Regions from separate parts of the Mus musculus genome. Here all the other regions are linked to region 3. Evidence: chromatin contacts called from public Hi-C and Micro-C data. All regions are on one chromosome and are shown on one strand. Each heading gives the region's core, a stretch centred on a gene start, on an enhancer-like site or on the middle of the called end of the contact. The rest is flanking DNA. Distances are from core to core; before and after follow the strand shown.

Region 1 (2,700 bases), core at 20-2,519, about 19 Mb after region 3:
CATATGATATTGGCACCAAAGTTAGAAGCACTTCTCAGCACAGCAAACTGGACACCTTCTCCACAATGCTTTCCACAGGCTGCCTACTTGCTGGGACAAGGCATTCTTGTGTCCTAGCTATTTTTTTTTTCAGATGTTCCCACTTGCAAGGCATTCTAGAGCATAGACGATCTTGTTGATAAAGTAAAGAAACCTGAACACCCTCTCCTTTGCTCCCTCCCCTCTCCGCCCCCCCCCCCACTTCTTCCACAATCTTGCTTTGCTTCAAGGAGCGGAGAAGGTTAACAAGACAAACCAGAGGACTTTTGCTTTATCTCCCCACCCCCATCCGCCGCCGCCCTTGAAAATATGTCTGTTCTGGATATTAACCCGTGGCTATGTCACAGTTTCATAACCGTATTCTTTACCTCACGCACACACTGACACACTATCCAAGGACAACATATATCAAAACCAGTCATTTCAGGCAACTTCGCTACAGGACCCTCTACCGACACTACCCTTACTCGACGATATCCGGGAAACCTCCACCAGCGGGCGAGCCGAGCGACACTGTTCCCAAGCAACACGTAAACTTTCTCTCCCGGACTGTTTCCCACATGTTCGCGAGATGGAGCCTCCTCAAGCCACAATCAATTTCACACCAAGAGCAAACTTTGCGCACATCTCCACCGGCAAGTCCGCTTCTCCTAAAACTGTGGGAGTCCCCTTGCCACATCCACCAATGAGAAGCCTGGAAACCTCTGCCGGCAGCCAACTCCCCCCCCTTTACGCTAGCACCGGAGTTCCAGCAGAGGCTCGGCGGAGCTGCGCGCGCCCACTCGCCATCCCCCTTCCCCAGCCCCTTCGCGCTCCGCGGCTCGGGCGACCACTTGCAGAGAACCCGTTCCCTGGTACGCGGAGACCGGGAGGACGCGTGACCGCGGGCGGCCCCGCCGCAGCTACTCACTTGTCCGCTCTCTTCATTCATTCAACTCCGCCGAAGTGCAGTTCCCTCCGGGAGCAGAGGAGCCCGGGTCCGCGGGAGCGCTGCGGAAGCGGGGCGCGGAGAGCCACACGCAGCCAGCCCGGCCGCAGGAGAGGGAGGCAGCCAGCGGGGCCGGAGAGAGGGACGCGGAGCTGTGCGGAGCCGCGGGGCGGACTGGCCCTGGCCGCCAATGTGCCTTTGTTTATGTGGCTCGAGCTGCTGCTGCCAACATGCACCTAAAGTCTGCGCGCGTCAGCCCGCGTCAGCGGCCCGCGGTCCAATCGCCGAGCCGCCGCGCTCCCCGGACTCCTGGCCCGCGCTCGCTTTGGTATATTTCCGACCTGACGTCACGACTGGGGCTGATTTTAAGGTGGGAACGGTTCACCTTGGTAGCCCACTTGGGTGGATTTTTTTTTTTTCCGAAAGAAGTGTGACTTCTGCAACCCAGGTCCGTGAAGTCCGTGGTGATGCTACGCTCCACCTGCCCCTCCCCCGCCCCAGACCTTGCGTCCTCACACGTGGGGAGGGTGCAACAAAAGCTTGAACGGAAAAGAACACTCGCGTGGGCCAGGTAGCTAGCACCTGGGCCGAGAGGGCAGAGGTGTGCCTTGCAGCTCCCCAACATACCCTCCTCACACCCTTTAGCAGAAGTGGAGACAGTTGTCCCGTGGCTCGTAACTCTCCAAAGACTTGGGCGTTAGATGGGATTCCCCTAGTCCGTGCATCCCCCTTCTCCCTTTTTAAAAACCCACTCTTCCTCCCGCTTCGAAGGATGAGAGGTCAGGCCCTTTCCCCTTCTTTACAGAAACTAAAAAGACGTACTATCTAAAGCAATGTGGGAGGAAGGAGGGTAGACAGTGAGCCAAGTCTTAGAGGACCCCACAAGTAGGAGTGAACTGTTGCCAGCTTTCTCTCGCAGACAATACATTAAAGGATCCGGCAACAGGTGCGCCTCCAGCCCAGAGGTGATCTGAACCATCGCCCCCAAGCCCCTCGGTCAACTCTTGACAGAGTTGACATTTCGCTGTGCCCACCAAGCCCTTCAGTCCCTTTCACAGGTTTCTGAAACGCAGGGGCTGTCGTGCCTGCAACCAAGAAGAAAGCATGGAGGGAGAAGCAGCAAGGGGAGTGGAGCTCGAGGCGGGGTGGGTCTCGCCCAAAACGGAGAGTATGTGCCCATTGCCCCAGCCCAGGGTCCGGGTGAACTGTGGGAGCGTGCCCTACCCCCGCGTTCCTCTCAATCGCCTCCAGCTCCGCTCTGCAAGACAATCCGCTCCCCCTCCTCCCAAGCGCGTGGATCTTTCTAGCAAAGGAATCGCAGATCCTCCAGAGGGCTAACCCTACTCCCAGTACCCCCGTGAAGCTGGCCAGACAGGCCTCTTCGGGTTTCTCTCAAGACCAGGAAGGGACTGAGGCCAAGGGAGAGCGACTTTGTAGGGTCCCCTTCTTCTCCCAGGACAGCGCTCCTCCTCCCCTTCTCCCGAGCGTTGGCTCGCTCCCAAGCTACCCGGGCGAGCGGTGTGTGTGTGTGTGTGTGTGTGTGTGTGTGTGTGTGTGTGTGTGTGTGCGCGTGCGTGTGTGTGTGTGTGTGTGTGTGTGTGTGTGTGCAATATACACCTCGGCCCCCTCTCGGTGATCCTAACACCCCGGGAGAACACCGCGGAACTCTCGGGGTTGTGGGGTTGCTCATTCCTAGCCTGCACCTCCGCCTTTGCCAGCTCCAAGCTGAGCGA
Region 2 (2,700 bases), core at 106-2,605, about 20 Mb before region 3:
TCCCTTTTAACTAGAACTTGAATACCTGATTGGAGGACCAGATCCAGCAGAAGAAGCGCTTCTTTTCCAAAGGGCTTTGCGAGCTGTTGAGCTCCCGTGGACTCCTTAGGTGTTCTTCCTTCCGACTGTGTTCTTGCAGCTGCTTCAGAGTTGCTGCTTCCTCACTTGTATGCCCAAGTTGTGACATGATTGTACATCTTTTAGGACTTGGTGGGGAAACTTAAGGATGCTTCAAAAAGCCTGGAAAGAGCAACTCAGTTGTAATTTGGGGAGGCTGATGACCCCAGGAGCCTAGAGGAAAACCAGACGCGCCTTGTCTCCTGCTGGACCATCGTTCGCGCGAGCTGGATGTCATTTTCAGTGGAAAAAGAGCTAGCACCCTTTTGAAGTGATGCCAACCATCAATTTTGACACTTTTTTTACACATGTGAAATGGTTAAGAGGGAGACTCTTAAGCATCTGGATTTTCAGTATTACTCTTGCGTTCCTTCTATCTTGAGCGTCTTCAAGCCCTATTAAAGTATCGTACCCTGAATAAATACGGTGGTATTCCCACAAGAAGGGCGGCATTCTGTTTGGAGTTTGTGTGTGACTTTGACGACTGAGTGTGCCAAGCACATCTGCCCTGCGTGGGCTCGGACGCCTGCCTTGCCCCAGGTTAAGTGTTTCGGGAAAGGTGTGCGGCCGGGCCGTGCTCGCTGCCCGGCCCGCCCGTTACCTGCGCCCGGCCCGCCCGACCCCGCGAGCGGAGCCAGCCCGGCCGCTGCCCGCGCGCGCCTCTTCCCGGCCGCCAGCGGGCGGGGCGGCCGCTGTTGTTTCCGCGGGCCCGATCCGGCGCAGGTTCGGCAGGGCCGAGCCGGGGCAGCGGCCGGGCGCCCCCGGCGGCGGGCCCCGCGGACGTGTGCGCCAGAAGCAGGAGACATGGTGGGGGGCGGGGCGGCGTGCGGGGCCGAGCGGGCCGCGCCGGGAGAGCGGCGTGTGGCGCTGTGGAGAAATGCCTCCGTCGCGGCCCCGGCGCGCTGCGCGGGGAGGGGAGGGGGCTGGGCGCGCGGCTCGCGGCGCGCTGCGAGGGGAGGGGGCGGCCACGGGCCCGACTACACCGACACTAATTCCCAGGCCGCCCTTAAGGAATGAGGGGAGCACGTGACCCGGCGGGGGGCGGGGGAGGGGGCGGGCGGACTCCGAGCCATTTTGGAGCCGGTGTCAGTTTCCACTCTGCCTTCAGCCGTGCATTTTTTTCCACCCTCCCCTCCCCCTCCTGGTCCTCCCTCCCCTCCCCCGCCACCCGGCCCGCAAGCACACTCGGCGCCCCCCGCCCGCCCGCCAGCCCGCCTCCCCCACGCGAGTCTGAAATCATAATCGTAGTATTAAAGGCAGAGATCGGGAGAGACAATGGGGAGGTTGGCGAGGGAGCCCCGCGCAGGCTTAGCAACACCTCCCGGCCCCGCAGAATAATACGGCTCGGCCCCTCTGCGCGCCCTCCCCCGAGCGCGGCCGGGAGGCGGCGGCTGCGCCGAGGAGGAGGAGAGGCCCCGAGGAGGCGGCGGCGGAGGCCGCGCGGAGGCGGAGGAGGCCGCGCGGGAGGAGGAGGCCGCAGCGCGCGAGCAGGAGGCCGGCGGGGGAGCGGCATGAGCGGAGCGCGGCGGCCGTGGCTGCTCTCGGCCGCGCTCGGTGCCCATTGACAGCGGCGGCGGCGGCTCGCTCCAAGATGGCCGCTTGGCTCGCATTCATTTTATGCTGAACGACTTTTAACTTTCATTGTCTTTTCCGCCCGCTCAGATCGCCTCGCGCCGGCCGCTCTTTCCGGGTACGTAGGAGGCGAGGCGCCGACGGGCCGTGGCCGGGGACTGGTGGGGGTCGGGGCGGCGTGGAGGGGGGGGGGCGGAGGCGCTGACAGCGTGGGCAACCGGCCCGCGCCCCGCGCCCGCGCCCGCGCGCCCGCCGCCTCCCGCGGCGCCGGACGCCCCGCAGCCCGCACCAGCGCCGCCTGACCGCGCTCCAGCCGCTCCGGCCGCCGCCCGCGCCCGGCCGCGCCGCGCCGCCCCACGTTTTAGTTCCCCGCTCCCCCGAGCGCCCCTCGGCACCCTCGCGCCGCACATGGTCCCCGAGAGCGGCACTTGTGTCTCCAGCCTGCGCGGCTCCCGCGGCCGCTGCGCCCTTTGTTGAGAGGTAGACTTTGCTGAAACGGGGACGGGATCCCGAGATCGGGCGCTGCCTGGGTCCAGTGGCTTCCCTCCTCTCCCGAAGAAAGGGCTCTGGAGGTCTTTGAACCTCCAGGGAACGCCCCCATTTTATAGGGATGGGTACTGTGGGGAACAGCGATCCCGACGAGGTGGGTGTTAGGCTGGGGGGAGCCCCGACAAAAATGTTATTAACTTAAGTTGGAGGGACACTTGTGTGAAATTGGATGGCTGGTAAGATGGCGGTTCCCAGTTGTTTCCAAGGTCTTGTGCATTTGTGTTGGAAAGGGTAAAGTTTTCAAGGTGGTATTTGTTGGGAGTCGAGGACAGGGGTTCCATACGTACTTGGGGCGAGCTCTCAAGGAGGTGGGCATTTAAAATTTGAGCTTTGTTTTGGAGTGAAGCCGGTGACTGTACGTTAGCCTTGCTGAGCGCCCTTTCTCTCTCCACTCTCACCCCTCCTTTTTTCTTCTTTTCTCTCGAAGACACTACAACTTTCCCCTTTGCTGTGGGATGAGCT
Region 3 (2,749 bases), core at 93-2,592:
GACACCTAGCCATTGCCCCGGGTTCAGCCACGAGACTCAGGGCTGGCAGTTGGGATTTGCTGGGCAGGCCATGTTATTGTTAGTTCTTGTGCAACCAGGTGGCAGGGTGGGTCCAGAGTGGGAGAGCTAGTGGGATGGAGTACCCCATAGGAAGGAAGAGAATAGGCCTCTGGTCTTTAAGAACTGCCAAGTATATCCCGGAGTGAGAAGATCCAAATAGGAAAAGAAAAAGAGGGAGCGATTAAGAAATTCGCTGAGTGCCTACTATGCTCTATATATTTTCCACTCATTTCTTTCATCACACCCAAACACCTAAAAGGAGGGGGCCTTCTTGTTTCCCTTTGAGAAAGTCAAACATTGTAAAGGAGGTTGAGTCACTGTCTCCGGATCACACTGCACGTACATGGGAGAGAGCTATGGACTCCTTGTTTCTTTTTCTGAGTTCCTAAAGACATGCCTCCAGACTGCAGAGCTTTGGAGAAATCCAGGAGCTACACGCCTGGCAGTATAGTCCCTAGCTCACTTGAAGAGAGGATATGCTGGCCGGCCCGCTACCCTTGGGAGTCATTGCTCTGGTGGCACTTGCGCCTGGTCCCCGGGAGGGCTGCGCTGCTAAACGCAGCGCAGAGAGTAGCGCCCCAGACCGAAGCCCAGATGGGCGGGAAGCAGCCGAAGGCTCTTGAAACAGTACTCCTGGTCTGTCTTCTCTGCCCCTCCTCAACCCCAGGTTCCAGAGGCCAAGGGGGAGAATGGAGACTTCCTCAAGCATCCTTTGGCAGCGCTTTTTTAGGACAGAGACTCCAGGAAAGGTTTAATTTTTCTTCCTGAAGAAACACAGGAAACTGTTCGCAGCCTAGAAAACTCCAAACCCCGCGCTCTCCCTTCTCCCTCCCTTGCGCCTCCTCCTCCAGCCTCGCCCACCAGCTCCCACCACCTCCTCTCTCCGCTCCTCTCCTCCTCTAGCCTTTCCCCTCCCTTTGGGTCTCCCGCCTTCCCGGAGCACGCGCTGCCAAGGCCTGGGGCGGCGGGCGGCCAATGGCACGGCGGCAGGACGTGATGTCAGGCGCGGCTGTAGAAAAGGCGCGGAGGCTTGCGCTGGCGCGGACTGCAGAGCCGAGGCTGAGCTCGGCGCGCGCTTGGGTAGCGTTGCGCGCGGCTGGGCCCGCGGCCGTCGGCTCCTCCTCCCACTCTGCTCCTCCTCCTTTTTCCTCCTCCTCCACCTCCTCCGCCGCCGCCTCCTCCTCCTCTTCCTCCTCCTCCTCTTCAATTCTCCCAGTGGCTCGGCTCAGCTCGCAGGCTTCGCGGAGACCCCCTACTCCAGTTCGCCTTTGGTTGGGAACACACCCCGGGGGGAAGAGACGTGCAGGCATCTGGGCCGCCGCGGGCACCTAGCTGTTCCTGGGTGAACCCCGACTGCAGCCACCGCCGCCTGGGGCAGAGTTTGCGCCCCTGATTTGCGCCCTGGGCGCCAGAACCCAGCTAGCGATGCCTGCGGCGTGAAAGCGCCCACAGCGGGCGCCGACCTCTGCCCTGGTCTCCCGCCCCCACCTCACCCCCTGCCCTTGTGACCCTGGCTTCGGCGCCGCCGTCCAGGCGCCCCGCGATGTAGCTGCCCCCACGCCTCGGCGGGAGGCGTCCTGGCCCGCAGGCGCCCGCGGCCCGGAGCCCAGCCTGGGGGCGCAGCCGAGCTCGGGCGGGGCCGGGGCCGCGGTGGCGATGCACTGGGCCGGTTAACGCCGGGAGCGCCAGGCAGCTGAGGCGGGGGGCAAGCCCTTCCTCGGGGCAGCCGCATCCCCGGTCCCGCCGCGATGCTGTTCCACAGTCTGTCGGGCCCCGAGGTGCACGGGGTCATCGACGAGATGGACCGCAGGGCCAAGAGCGAGGCTCCGGCCATCAGCTCCGCCATCGACCGCGGCGACACGGAGACGGTAGGCGCGCGGCTGTGGAGTTGGGGCTGAGAGCTGGGACCTGGCGGGGCCAGCCAGCGCCTCTGTTCCCCGAACTTTAGGTAGAGTCCTCCGAGACGCACGGGACCAAGGCTGGGGAATCCTCGGACAGGGTGCAAGGCCCGGGGCACCAGACTCAGGGGAAACTCAGCTGCTAGAGAGGAGGAGGGAGTCAAGGTTGAAACCCAGATCTGGACTGCGAGGGTGGAGGAGAACGTTGTTCTAGAAGTGGAAGGGGAGTGGAAGTGGAGGCCACTCTCTTCTCTCCGCTCCCGGAGGCGCTCCGGTCCACAGACCTGACTCTCCACTACTTTGCTCCTGGTGCTGGCGCCGACGCCTCGGGAAAAGGGAGAACCGGTGGAAGCCCTAGCTGGTTTGAATCGCTTTCAGTCTTCTGGCAGTCTGGGATTCTCTCCTTAGCTCAGTTTCAGGGCCCTGCGACATCTGGGCCAGCACTTTCCGTTGATCGTGACCCGTGTTCCTAACTGGCTAGATTTGGCCAGGCAATGGTTCGGAGTTCAGTCACCGGCCTGGCTTCTGCGGAAGGAGACTCCATTAGGTTCTCTGTACCTGGCTCTGCTGTCCCGGCCCCAAATAGCCTCCCCCGGGGCCAGACTAGCAGACGCTGCCTAAGCAGCGGCTGCAGTGACCTTTAGAGACCGAGGAGGTGGGAAGCCTGGCCCGAGTTTCTCCCTTCTAGAGCCACAGCTCCGTGACCTCCGGGTTTCCCCTAAGCCTTTCTTTCCGGATAAACCTCCGCTGCTCAGTTTTATTAGGAAAAAAATTTCACATGGGCCTGCCTT

Evidence for each region. A called contact is a pair of places that touch in the nucleus more often than the background predicts.
Region 1: a Micro-C map of embryonic stem cells shows a contact between it and region 3, with 16 times the contacts expected there. The contact joins the promoter of Nr4a2 here to the promoter of Lhx2 in region 3. A contact is called at or near these places in 3 of 39 promoter capture datasets (cranial neural crest, frontonasal cranial neural crest and maxillary cranial neural crest) and 4 of 484 Hi-C or Micro-C datasets (all in embryonic stem cells).
Region 2: a Hi-C map of stem cell-derived epiblast-like cells shows a contact between it and region 3, with 12 times the contacts expected there. The contact joins the promoter of Bmi1 here to the promoter of Lhx2 in region 3. A contact is called at or near these places in 1 of 39 promoter capture datasets (cranial neural crest), 1 of 484 Hi-C or Micro-C datasets (stem cell-derived epiblast-like cells) and 1 of 115 datasets of contacts at active chromatin or transcription factors (embryonic stem cells).

What each region holds. Positions count from the first base shown.
Region 1 is chr2:57,113,769-57,116,468 of GRCm38.p6, forward strand. It overlaps Nr4a2 (nuclear receptor subfamily 4, group A, member 2), which reads right to left and starts at 1,270. Exons shown (of 8, transcript NM_013613.2): 1 at 950-1,270.
Region 2 is chr2:18,675,663-18,678,362 of GRCm38.p6, forward strand. Bmi1 (Bmi1 polycomb ring finger oncogene) reads left to right here and starts at 1,356. Exons shown (of 10, transcript NM_007552.4): 1 at 1,356-1,807. Commd3 (COMM domain containing 3) reads left to right here. Exons shown (of 8, transcript NM_147778.4): 8 at 205-569. The coding sequence ends at 264.
Region 3 is chr2:38,349,966-38,352,714 of GRCm38.p6, forward strand. It overlaps Lhx2 (LIM homeobox protein 2), which reads left to right and starts at 1,343. Exons shown (of 5, transcript NM_010710.4): 1 at 1,343-1,928. The coding sequence starts at 1,809. Gm27197 (a long non-coding RNA gene) reads right to left here and starts at 775. Exons shown (of 2, transcript XR_374289.3): 1 at 1-775.